2 separate regions of the Sus scrofa genome follow, and region 2 is linked to region 1. Evidence: chromatin contacts called from public HiChIP or PLAC-seq data. All regions are on one chromosome and are shown on one strand. Each heading gives the region's core, a stretch centred on a gene start, on an enhancer-like site or on the middle of the called end of the contact. The rest is flanking DNA. Distances are from core to core; before and after follow the strand shown. Region 1 holds the start of HES6 (transcription cofactor HES-6). Region 2 holds the start of PER2 (period circadian protein homolog 2).

Region 1 (6,407 bases), core at 1,823-4,322:
ATGGACCTGCCTTCGCCACCTCACCCCCTCCATAACTCATCTCAGTCACTAAAATTAAGGTGCATCTGGTTAGAGCCTGGTGGCTGAGGCCTAAGACTGGATCACAGGGGAGCCATGGTGAAACACCCCTGGTGGCCAGGACCTGCTGAGGGGCTCTTGTTCAAAGGGCTCTGGGGAGAGTTGGTTTTTTTTTTTTTAGGGCCACACCCGCGGCACATGGAGGTTCCCAGGCTAGGGGGTCTCATCGGAGCTGCAGCTGCCAGCCTACACCACAGCTCACAGCAACGCCAGATTCGTGACCCACCGAGTAAGGTCAGGAATCAAATCCGCAACCTCATGGTTCCTAGCTGGATTTGTTTCCGCTGTGCCACGATGGGAACTCCGGGACAGATGTTCTTAAAGCAAAGGGCACACACAGAAGAGGCGACCAGGTGTCAATCCTCAACTGTCACACGTTGACCCCACCTGGGCATTGCCAACTCTAAGTGAGGACAACAACAAGCTGCTTTGGGGTCCTGGGGCGGGAGGTGCAGGGCTGGGCCCTCTGTGGCAGTGGCTCCTATCAACGGACCACAGGCTCTCTGCGGGCCCTGACCCAGCCCAAGGGGGCATCCCCTTCCTTTCAAGGTTTCTGACCTCCTGGGCCCAACTGGACCTCAAGTTCAAGCTGCCTAGGCGGGAAACTGGGTGGGTCTCCCCGACCCCAAGGTCACTGGCACTGGGGAAGCGGCCTCTTCAATCAAGAAAAGGGACAACCTCAGTAGATCACCATCTGCATCGCACTCATGGACCCAGACTTTTGAAAGGAACGTCCCAACCACAAGGCCGGCAACCAGGCATTCGTTTCATTCCCAGAAGCTCACGAGCAGAATGGTCCAGGGACAGGCCGTTTCCTTAGAGCTTGTTGCTCTGGCGACCGACTCGTGCAATGGTATCCACCACCAGGGTGCACCCAATTCCCGGGAGGGTGGGCCATGCCTGAGGACCTGAGGGGAAACCCATCTGGAACCACGTGGCCACAGGGAGGTAGAAGCACTGTCCACTGTGAGACCTGCCACAGCTGTCCCATCTGCACTGCCATCATCCTACTTATGTTGCTGACCAAGGGCGAGGTGTCCTAAAAACACAGCATTAGACACAGGAAAAAATGTGCTTGGTTTCGTATTTCTGCATTTGGCACATTAATGACACTGACTTTCCAAAATCCTTTATTTAACAGAATTGGAACAAACGCTGGCAACCTACTACACGAACTCAAGTGTGCTAAATGCAAGACATACAGGGAGCCTTGCTTCTCTCTGGCAGCTCTGGGCAAAGCTGCAGAATGCCTCCCTGTGTCCTGGCTGAATGGCAAGTTTGAGCTTCTGCTCAGACCAGGGCTGCCAGGGCCCGAGGTCTCCTTCTGCCAGGACACCCGTGCCCAGCTCAGCATTGCTGTCACCTTTGCCCCCAGACCCACACAGTGCCTGAGAAGTCTGGGACAGGTGAAATCCCGGAGAGCCCTGGCGACCCTGCAAGATCCTTCCTCCTGCCTGTAGGTCCCTCCCTGCACCCACCAGGGGCTGGTCCATAAATATTACTCCTTCAGGAAGCAGGGCTAGCGGCCTAGCTGGGCTGGTTATCCCTGCTGTTCACGGCAAGCCATCCTCTGGAGGAGGGTGGCAGAACCAAGAGACCCAGGACCCTGCCCCGACACACTTGGACCCCAGGGAGGAGAGACTAGAGCATGAGAAGGCAGGGTCCACCCTGCAGACCCCAAACTGGCCATTGGTCACCAAGGTCTCCAGACACTATGGGCCATGTGCGCAGCAGTCAGACTGCCCAGGGCTACGGGCACCAACTCTGGCCCCTCAACAGTTGCCCGGCTCAGTTCAGCCTCTGGGGCCTCCTCCAGGTCAGAGGACTGGTCGTCCCCGGAGCCCCGCGGGCTGGGCAGTGGGGACCCCAGGGGACCTCCCACTGGCCAGTTGCTCCGCCCGTGGACTCCCGGTGGCCCGGACAGGGCGTCCCCCAGCAGGTCCCTGAAGCTGCTGCTCTCGCGCAGCGGCATGGACTCCAGCAGGTGGTTCAGGAGCTCGGCGGCGACGGTGGCGTCGATTGCCTGGCACGTGGACACGAACGTGTGCACCTCGTGCATGCACTGGATGTAGCCGGCGGCGAAGCGCTCGCTTGCTTCCGCCTGCAACTGCTCACGCTCTACGTTCGAGGATGGAAGGGGAGAGAGCCGCGCCGGGCCCCGTGAGCTGCCACTGCCGTGGCCCGGCCCACCCGGACGGTGACTCACCCAGGAGAGGTGGGGAGCGCGCACCCCGTCTCAGGCCGGGAAGCCCTGGCTGGGTCCGGGGCAGGGGCAGGCCAGGCGACCGCGCTCCCCGCCTCCGCCCACGCGCCCTGCCGCCACTCACCGCGCGCCCGGCCCCGCAGCGCGCCCTGCACGCGCCGCACGGTGAGCTCCAGCACCTCTGCGTTCTCCAGCTTGGCCTGCACCTGCGCGGGCGGGAGCGCCCGGTGGGGGAGGGGCGGTGAGGCCCGGCCCGCCCGCGACCCCCGCCCGCCCGCCCGCAGCCCTCGGGCGCCCGCCCGTCTCACCTCGGCGCCCGCCAGCAGCAGCCGCAGCTCCTGCAGGCTCTCGTTGATCCGCGCGCGCCGCTTCTTCTCCACCAGAGGCTTCCGGGCCTGCGGGAAGCGAGCAACTGAGCCCCGGCGCTGCACGGCTCCCCGCCCGCCCGCTCGCCCACGCGCGGCTACAGCCAGCACCTTGCGGTCCCCCCTCGCCTCGCAGCCGTCCTCATCCTCCCGACCCGCACGGTCCCGGCCGGGCGCCAGCAGCGGAGCCATCACCCACACCGACCAGACCGCGGAGAGCGCTAGAAGCCCCCCGCGCTGCCCGCAGCTCAGCGGCCGGGAGCCGCCCTCCCGGCCTCCCCGCGTCTGACGCCGCGTCCTTACGCCGGCGGTCGCGCCCGCCCATTTTATAGCGCCTTATTTGCATCTCAATGCACCGATTGGCCGCCCGGGCCAATGAGAGAGGCGCGCTTTGTCTGGCCCCGCCGCCGGGTCGCGCGGCAGCTGGCAGGGCGTGGCCTGCGGGCGCGGTGGGGGTGGGGAGCCCAGCCCCGCCTCTGGGCGAACCCAGCGCTGAGGGGCACCCGAGGGGGCGACGACCCGGGGCGCTGGAGCCCGAGGTGCGCTAGGTTGCCTTCCTACCCTGAGCAAGGTCCGCCGGTGGGCTGTGTGTGCGAGCCGGAGCTCACCCACCCATCATTCATTCACTCTTTCCTTCACGCTTGACTTTGTTGACCGAAGGCGCAACAGGAGAGGAATCCCATGAGGGCACCACCGCACCGGCCGCCGTCTACCGACCTGGAGAGAGGTCTACAGGTCCGGCTGGGGTGGCTGCGGAGTTCCTGGGAGGTGAGGGCCCCCAGGGCAGCAGGGGTGGGAGCGGGCCCGAGGCCACCTTGCGTTTCTTGCGGACTCAAGCTTTGCCATCTTCTGCCTGCTCGGGGGGCCTCCGCCGGCCCCGCCCGCACTGCTCTATCTTTAGGCTCTCCTTCTCTGGTGATGCCCCTTGCCGACCACCTTTTCTAGTTCCTGTCACCGCCAACCCTTCCCTGGTCCCCAACCCAAGCTCGCCCTTCCCTAGTTCCTACCCTCTCTGCACCCCCTTCCCTGACCCCCGCCCTCCCTCCCCTCCCAGCCTTCCCTGGTCCTCACCCCACTGCACGTCTTTCCCTGGTCCCCCACTCCTGCTCCTTCGCCTTGGCCCCCATCCCCAACTCTTGTCCCCTTCGTCCCCCTCTTTTCCCCCTTCGGCTCCCTTCCCCCCTCCTCTGCCCCCGCCCCGTCCCGCCCCGCCGGGCTGGCCGAGGCTGCCGTCTGGTCGCCGTAACTTGATGCCTGTGACAGTTGGCAGCTGCAGCCCCTTCAGCGGAGAAAAGCGGCGGCCCAGCCAAGAGCGACAGGTGTTGGCCGCGCCTTTGTCTCGGCCCGCTTTGTCCCTCGAGCGGGCGCGGGCGGTGGGTGCGCCTGTGGCCGCTAGACGACCGCCACCCCCAGGCCGGCCGCCCATCTGCTGGCCCGGCTTCCCCGAGGGTGGGGTGCGTGGTGGGTGGGGCCGCGCCCTGTGGGTCCCTGCCTGGCCGCTGCTGGGTCTCACCACCCCCCAGCAGAGCCAGAATACCAATTTGCCTTCTAGCCGCCAGGCCTTTGCACACACGGATCCTTGCACCTGGAACAGGCTGGGGCCCCCCTTGGGTGGCTCCTTCCTCCCTGTCTAGGCCTCAGCTTCCCTAGCCCTCTACCTGCCCTGCCCTTGCTCAGTCCTCTGCTTCTCTCCCGGGCCTGGGATTGTCAGGGTCTGCTCTTCGCCCCTCCAGGGGATAAGTGTCCCTGGTGGGGGTAGGTGCTCACCGGGACCCGTTATTTTCCCTGAGCAGGAGCCTGGCCTAGCAGAAGCGCTGGGTGGGTGGGAAGGTGAGATGTCCCAAGCCAAGCCGGCAGGCAGCAGGGCAAAGAAAACTCCAGAGACTGAAGTGTGGTTGGGTGGTAGGACTAGGCCACAGACTGGAAAAGTCGAGCAGAGACAGCCAGGTGAGAACGGGCAGAAGGGGCTCCCAGGTAGTTACAGAGGTCGGTTTGAGGTCTGAAGATGGATCTGGAGTTCCCGTCGTGGTGTGGTGGAAACGAATCTGACTAATATCTGTGAGGACACAGGTTCGATTCCTGGCCTCGCTCTGTGGGTTAAGGATCCTGTGTTGTCCTGAGCTGTGGGGTAGGTCGCAGGCAGGCCGGGAGTTACAGCTCCAATTTGACTTCTAGCCTGGGAATCTCCATATGCCATGGGTGCGGCCCTAAAAAGATAAAATAAATAAATACATGAAGATGGGTCTGACAGCTATTCAGGTGACTATTTCACCTAAGACTCCCCACCAGAGGGACCTCCACAGGGAGGGCAAGTTTGGTCAGGTGCCTGATGGTTCTCGAAGTCACCTCACTAACCTCATAACTACCTGGGGGCCCTTTCTGCCAATTCTCACCTGGCTGTCTCTGCTTTTCTTTCCTTTTCTCTCTTTCTTTCTTTCTTCCTTTCTCTCCCTCCCTCCCTCTCTCTCTCTCTCTCTTTTTTTTTTTTGCCTTTTAGGGCCACACATGTGGCATATGAGGTTCCCAGGCTAAGGGTCAAATTGGAGCTGCAGGTGCCAGCCTCCACCACAGCCACAGCAATGCCTGATCCGAGCCGCGTCTGCACCTACACCACAGCTCACAGCAACACCGGATCCTTAACCCACTGAGTGAGGGAAAGGGTCAAACTCATGTCCCCGTGGACACTGGTTGGGTTTGTTACTGCTGAGCCACGACGGGAACTCCCTGTCTCTGCTCTTCTGTGTGCAGGGCCCCGAGACGTCCCTAGGGCTGCGTTGCTCCCCCAGGTATGAACCCACTCCTTTCTTTCAATCGCCCCCTGTTGTCCTGTGTCCCCCAAAAGCCCAAAGCTTGGCTCTCTTCCTCCCATCCTCCCCAGCCTGGTCAGAGGCCCAAGTGCCCTTCCCCCTGTACTCCTGGGTGAGGCTGGCAGAATGAGGAGGGGCTTGGGTGGTAGATGCCGAGAGAGCCAATAGCTGGCCTGTGACTTGACTTGTCTGGACCATTTAGACATCACCCCAGGGAAGGAGAGCCACCCACCCCTCACCCCCCAAGGAACTGCAATGAAAGTTCCACTACTTTGGGAGTTCCCTAGTGGTCTAGTGGGTTAAGCATCTGGTATTGTCACTGCTGTGGCTTGGTTTGATCCCTGGCCTGGGAACTTCCTCATGCTGCAGATGAGGCAAAAAAAAAAAAAGTTTCCACTAGTTTGAGAAACTCAGGTATGGAAAAGTAATTTCAGTGATATTTCTTGTATTCTGATCCATACTCTTCCCATTACTGATTATATTGTTTGAACACAAGTATTTTAGAATGCTGTGTTGAAAGGCAGGTTCATATTGGTACAGGATGCTCAGGGCCCTAGGGAGGCCCTCTGGGAAAGGTGGTCTTTTCCTGATTGGATGGGGAGCTGAATGTAGGAGGTGGAGGATGAACGATAAAGGCAAATGGTGCAGGCAAAAAATGAAAGGCCATAGGAACTCCGGGAAAACCCAAAAGCCGCCCAAGAAGAGAAATGTAGTCTTAGCACTTACTTGGCCCAGGAGCCAATTCTTTCACAGTCCCAGTGATGTAACGCTCTTCATAGGGCTTCGACATTTAGAATCAATCTAGAAAAGGCAAGGAAGGCTTCATTATGGTTGCAGACTATAACGTTGACTTTGTAAAAACAAAAGGACAGGTTACAGTTGTCAGGGGAAGGGAGGAGGCCGACGAAGGGCTAGGGGTCTCAAAAGCCTTGTCTACATGGGGTGAGGGATCGA
Region 2 (6,407 bases), core at 2,452-4,951, 50 kb after region 1:
TCCAGGGCACCTCCCACCCCCCAGAATGCGTTAGCCCCCTTCCTTTAGCCTGTTTCCGAACTTTGTGTGACAGGGATCCCAGAGCCTGTGCTTTGTTTCTGCAGGCCCCGGGTATTTTACAACCGCGGATCTTATAACATGTTTGCTACTTCCTGGTCAGAGCCAATTCCCCGAGGCCAGCCTGCTGCAATCCCGAGAAAATGTTTGTCCTGCCAAATAAACACCGGCGCTCTCCATGGAAACGGCTGGGTAACTGAGGAAAATGTGACTGCAGCCGCCCAACTCCGGGAGCGCAGGGGGCTGGGGAGCGGCCCCTCCCCGCCCAGATCTCTGCCCTGCACGTAGAACCTCCCATTTGGAGAAGCACGGCATTTAAACCAACGGACCTGCAAAGACCTCAGCTTCCTGGCCTCAGCGTCTGGGTGCCTGGGGCAGCCCAGCTGTTCTTGGGCTTCTGTCCCCTCACGAAGAGCGCCAGGGAGCTCCAGGCCTTGGGGGCTGGTGAAGGCCCAGCTCCGCCTTCGGAGCTGCCGGCCTCTGATCCGGCAGCGGCCTTGGTCCCGCTCCCTGCTTCCCGCTCACGGCCTGCTCTAGACTTGGAAATACAGTAACAGACGTGTTTCAGACGGGCCTGCAAAGAGCACAGCGCTGAAACCAGGGCTTAGCAGAAAGGCTCAGGGGGCGGGCCCATCAGAGGCCCTGTCTGGGTCTCTGCAGGCTGGCAGGTGGGCCAGTGTTCCGCGAGGCGGGGACGCGCGCAGCGGCTGCAGAGCTGCCTGGTGGTGTGTTTCTGGTCAGCTTTGCCGAATACGGTCACTCTCAGCGTCACTCTTTCTTTTGACTCAATGCTGAGAGGTCCTGCCGGCCACAGAGAGAGCAGCCGGCCAGAGCCAGAGATGGGCTGAGGCTGGTGCGGTTACATCATCATTTAAAAGCACAGGCGTGCCCCCGCGTTTCTCTGAAAGTGAAGGGCATGAGAAACAGTACCAGTGCGAGGAATCTCTCCTATTTCCTTCGAAGAAAGGACGGCAGACCTGCCTCACAGGCTAACGTTAGTTAGGTGGCTCTACACGTCAGAAACTTCTGCCTCCTGTGCGCGAAATCGCCTGTAGGGCAAGAGGAATTCAAAAAGCTGGGGACTGAAACAGACTCACGGTCTGCCCTCGGCCCCCGGCACAGACCAGCCCCAGGTGGGAGCCGAGTCCCCCAGCGGCAGCCTCGCCAGCACCCCAGCCCCCCCAGAAAGCCGGGGCTGCGCTAGTTCTGCACAGTGAGTCACACGGAGATGACAGTGACAGATACCTGCGAACACCCACGGTCCCATCCCTGCTGGCATATCACACACGCAGCTCCACTTAAGGCAAAGGAGTCCCTTTCCTCGTTTCACTCAGACGCCTCACAAAAAGTGATGAGCCTTGTGTTGAACAGCTCATCGTCTGCTGAAAAGCTTCAGGTCGAGTCGTGCTCCCTCCTCAGCCAAACCCGCTCAGGCCTGGAGACCGAGCGTGGGGGCAGAAGGCGGGCACCTCCGCTTTCAGCAGAGGGAACCCGGTGGCCTTGCTGCCAGGGGCCTGGGAGGCGAGAGGTATTCACGGAGGGGCTTCTGCCATGGTGCTGGGATTCTTAACGTTTGGGGGGCCGGAGGCCCCTCCCCCCAAATTCCAGCCCCCTTGAGATTCAGCGGCACCCAATTTTAGGCCCTGACAGAACTTCGGAAGCTGATTCTGACCGACCCAGATCAATTCCTTCCGGATGATGGAAAGACCCTGCAGGCACCCTGAGCCTAGGCCTGGCCTTGCCGTGACGTGTGCCCAGCGGGCATCTGGGCCTCAGTGTCCTCAACAGTCAAGCTAAGGATGGTTTCCGGGGTACCTTCTGGCTCCGTTTTTCTGTGAGTATGAATCAGCTTTCCAAACTGTTTCTTCTGTGTAGGTTACAGAAACCCTGGCAACCAGTTGTCATCTCTTACCTTGGCCTTTCCGGAGCGGGCCGCCACCCACCCCTGGGTCCTTTCCAGGACTTGGCTGCCAAAGTACACCCAGAAGCATAAACTGATTGCTGCTTCCCAAAGGAGGATCCACGCTGGCCCCTGCCCCCGGCTTCTACCCCACCTGGGGAGAGAGAATAGACGCAGAGACCCAGGGTGGACATCAGGTGTCCGGGCCCTGCCTGGCCCAGGAAATATCTTGTCTCTCTGCTCACCCACTGCAGGGGACTCATGGGCTGGCCAGGTAGGACTCCTAGACCAGCGCCCAGCGGTGGTCCTTCCCCAGCCGGAGACTCGACTCTCTGGCCTCTGAGCAGGATGCCAGCTCCCGGAGGGGCCCTTCATGTTCCCAGGGACTGTCATACTGACCCTCTGTTGCCTCGGCCTTTCCAGCCTTCTCTCATGGGGGGTGGGGGTGGGGTGGGATAAAGCAGGGGAGAAGAGGAGGGTGCATAGAGAAATCATGTAGAGAAGGACAGTGGGATGTGAGAGTCACTCAGAAGCTCTGTGACCTTAGACATGTAGCCTAACCTCTCTGGACCTCAGTTTCCTAATCTGTGAAATGGGAAGAACAGTACCCACCCCAGGCCGGTTTCAAGACCAGGAGGAGTCAAATGGCCCAGGAAACCCTCGACCGCGCCTCCGCGAGCTAGAGGAGCCTTTGCCGCCGTCTGGAGCCCGTCGCCGCCGAGACCCCAGACCGCCGCCAGCCCGGCGGCGGTTACGTAACCAGTAAGCCCGGAGGCCGGACGTGGGTCCGCGCCCAGGCCGACAGGCCCAGCCCGCGGCGCAGCGCACTCACCGGGGCCGTGTCCCCGCCGGTCCGCCCGATCGTCCGCGCGTCGCCCGCCGACCCCGCGCCCGCGTCGCTGTCGCCGCCAAAAGCAGCGCGTAGCCCTCAGGGCCGCCCACCTCCGCCACCGCCGCCGACTCGCCGCTGTCACATAGTGGAAAACGTGACCGCTCGCCGTGCCCGCCCCCGGCGCCCGCCATTGGCCGCAGTGCCGCCTCATCTGCATACCGGGAGGGCCGGGCCTGCAAGCGCCGCGCACCCATTGGCTGAGGCGCCCATCGCTCTCTTTACATAAGACGCACATGGAACTCCATGTTCACCGCGTCGGTTCCTCAATGAAGACGCGGGGAGCTCGAGCCTCCCTCCCTGTCCTCCTGAGTGGTCCCTTCCACTTCCGGCCTCGGAGACTTCCATTCAAGACAGCTCTCATCTGTCGGCTTAGGGAGAGCGGAGTGGCGCGTACCACCGCGGGGCGGGGGAGCTGGGCGCGGGACCGGGAAGGGCTCCTGTGCATCCCGGCGGGCTGGGCAGCCGAACTCCGCCTGAAGTCCAGGGCTCGAGAGGCTGCCACCCGGAACAACTGGCCAGAGGCGCACCCGCCCGCGGCCAAGGCCTTGGGAAACTCCCTGCAGGCATCTTTCATCCGCTCATTCATATTCATTCATTTACTCACTCTCATTCATTCATCGCTGGGCGCTGAAGCTGCCCAGGGGACCCGACAGAACCGCCCTGCAGGAGCTTCTGGTTCACGCCCACCTAGACCATTCAGGGTGACAATTGCCCCAGATCTACCAGGACACTAGCTTCCAGGTGGGCTTTCTTATTTTTCAGACCTTGTGTCGCAAGTTTTGGTTTAGCAACGAGGGTCCTTGTTACTACAAGGATGTACAAAAGGAATAAATGATGTCCCTGCTCTCAGCCACGTCATTAGGGAGAAGGGACCGTCTCATGAAAAGGGAACTTAATGAAATGCACAACTGGGCAATATGGACGGTAAGTTAACCAGGGCTAGAGCTATGCCCGGCGGCTCCATGGAGGAGGCAGCACCTGAAGACTGGGAAAGGTGTTGGGGACCTAGGCTGTGGCCATTTGTTCTTTCAGTAAGCATTGTTTGGGGCATGTAAGCCCCCGGCCTTCTGTCTAGAGCGTCAGGAGAGAGTAGAACTTCCTCGCAGACTAGGTAGAGGCCCAAGGCTTTCCTGTGGGGCAGGAACCCGCAGGGCTGCTCCGCTCCAGCAGGCTCTGAAGCTGCAGGGTCCAATGGAAGAGGCGAAGCTGGCTGGGCTCTGAAGGGCTGAAGAGGCCTGTGGTTTGTCCTTCCACTGATCCATTCTTCCTAGGCTCTCTTGGGGACCAGGGACAGGAGGGAAGAAGAGTTATGATCCGGGGCCTGTAGCAAACCAAGCTGCCAGTTCCCAAAGCCAAATCCACATCAGGTATTTCTATGTGCGAGTCCGTTTTTCCCCTCACCTCGGCCAGGTGCGCGTGCAGCTTCATCAGACATGGATGTGACATGGGGCGATACCAACTTCAGGAACCTCCTTCCTACATATGGGCTGGCAGACCCGCCGCTGGGCTCGCACTCCTTGGAGAGGGTGGCCCCTCCTTCTGCTTCTCCGACAGTCACACCTTGGCACACCCCCCGCGCCCTTCCCTCAGTGCGTGCACACAAATGCCAAACAAATCCAGGCCCAGCTGCACCCTGCACACTCCCAAAGGCCTTTTGTTTCTTCGCATACATTGACGTCAATGGTGAGGTGCATTGTTCTGGAAGCAAGAGAAAACAGGCAGCCCTTTCACTTCCCGCAGAGATTCTCCTGCTCACCTGCTCTGTGGTCTTGCTCTATATTCTGCCTTCAGCCTAGCATCGCATTTCCTCCCTAATTTTAGCCTTTTCTGTTTGCACCCATTCATCCAGTAAAAGGTGAAATCCATTCTGTTAGAAATTATCAGCCTCATGGGCCTCTAGAACTCCTCAGAATCGAATCTGTGCTCAGGGTCTCACAGCTGCTTTCTTCATTCTTGTTATTGGAATCTTGCATTCAGTCCACAAATGGTTGCTGACACCTGAGTATTGAGGGGCACGCCCCTCATTGGGTCCTTGGCTTGGAAGGAGTTCCCGGTGTAGGAGGGGTGATGAGGCAGGTCCGGAAGCAGTTTCATCAAAATGGGTTGTGAGTCCCAGGTGAGCAGAAAAGACCTGGGCAGAGGCCTCCAGCCCAGCTCCAACAGGGCGCAAACCCCTAGGACAGGCCAAGGCTGTGATGACATCCACACTGATGGTAGCTGAGCGTGGGTGTGCGCTCGCGTGCATTTGTGCTTTCAGGTTGTGGGAGGTCGGGGGAATGAATTCTTTCCTGGTGAGTCTACGCTGACCTGGGAATGTGCTAGGATTAGCAGTCTTCTCTCGCACAGAACTTCTGGCACCGGGGAAGGCAGGCTGGCAGGAAGGATGTCCTGGTGGGGCGGTGGTGAGCCAGGGGCCCCAGCTATTGGGGGATGCTGTCCGTGGGAAGAGCTGGCCTCGGGTCTCAGCCTTCACCCCGCCTCCGAGCTAAGGCCGCTTGCCCCTGCCCCTGGTCCATTTCTAGCAGCCTGTTTCCTCCAGTGGGTCTGGCTTAGGTTCGGCCCTGTCCACTCATGCTTGGGCCCTGCCTGCAGGGCGCCTCTGCACCTGAGCCCCCAGGACACGCGCTGGCTCTCTTGTTTGCATGTGCACTCGGGCAGCCAGCTGTGTGTGAGGCAACTACTGAGTGTGACAAGCATTGTGCTGGCCACTGCTTGCTCTCCTCCTGGGTTACACGGTTTCTGAGCCTGCAGCTGGGGCAAGAGCTGGGAAGACAAAGGCCAGAGGCCAGGAAGAGGACTGTGTCCACGCGGAGGGGCCATCCTGTCCTCTCTAAGGAGGTGGAGGGGATGCTGTTGATCTTTCTGGCCCTGCAGAGGCCTTTCCTGGGTCTAGGGCCATTGGAGATGAGACTGCCTGACCCTGACCCTGACCCTGACCCTGAGCCTCTCTCTCCAGCCTCCCCCATGCCCAGCACTGGGCAGCAAGGCTGCTCCTGTCAAGGACACCTTCAGCCAGCTCAGGGGAGGGCCCAAGGGCATGGGCAGGGGTGTCCAGGGTCTGAAGACACGGATGAGACAAGGCCCACCTGCTCCTCGTGGGTGGGAAGTTCCCTGAACCAGGCGGTGACCAGAGGGCCGGCGCTCTGGCTGCGAGTGGTCTGGGGACCAGTGTAAAGAGGTGTCTCTGGTGTGCTAGCTGCTTGCTGAGAAGGGGTTTTGTGTTTTAAACTTGGAGTCCCCCTGTGGCACAGTAGGTTAAGGATCTGGCATTGTCACTTCAGCGGCTCTGGGCACTGCTATGGCACGGGTTCCACCCCTGGCCTGGGAATCCATGTGCTGCAAGTGCCACCACACAAACAAATGGACACATGAAAACTAAATATAGATCCAGGAAGGCTGTCCTCTGTTTGGGGGAGACGTGTGTGTGTCACGTGAGTGCCCGTTCGTTTTCCCCCAGGATGTCGTAGGAGGGTCCCTCAGCAATGAGTGGGCAGCCGCCATGTTTCTTTCCCTCATCACAGAGAAGAGACTCTGAAAAGGCACTGAGCACGTCTGCAC

The links. HiChIP or PLAC-seq counts read pairs in DNA pulled down with a chosen protein or histone mark.
Region 2: an H3K27ac HiChIP or PLAC-seq map of skeletal muscle shows a contact between it and region 1. The contact joins the promoter of PER2 here to the promoter of HES6 in region 1. A contact is called at or near these places in 1 of 5 promoter capture datasets (fetal liver), 4 of 47 Hi-C or Micro-C datasets (blood, embryonic fibroblasts, retroperitoneal adipose tissue and 1 more) and 2 of 2 datasets of contacts at active chromatin or transcription factors (alveolar macrophages and skeletal muscle).

The regions. Positions count from the first base shown.
Region 1 is chr15:137,784,617-137,791,023 of Sscrofa11.1, forward strand. It overlaps HES6 (transcription cofactor HES-6), which reads right to left and starts at 3,073. Exons shown (of 4, transcript XM_003359692.4): 1 at 2,758-3,073; 2 at 2,590-2,676; 3 at 2,406-2,487; 4 at 1,192-2,196. The coding sequence starts at 2,838. The coding sequence ends at 1,772.
Region 2 is chr15:137,834,153-137,840,559 of Sscrofa11.1, forward strand. It overlaps PER2 (period circadian protein homolog 2), which reads right to left and starts at 3,702. Exons shown (of 22, transcript XM_021074888.1): 1 at 2,790-3,702. The coding sequence starts at 3,043.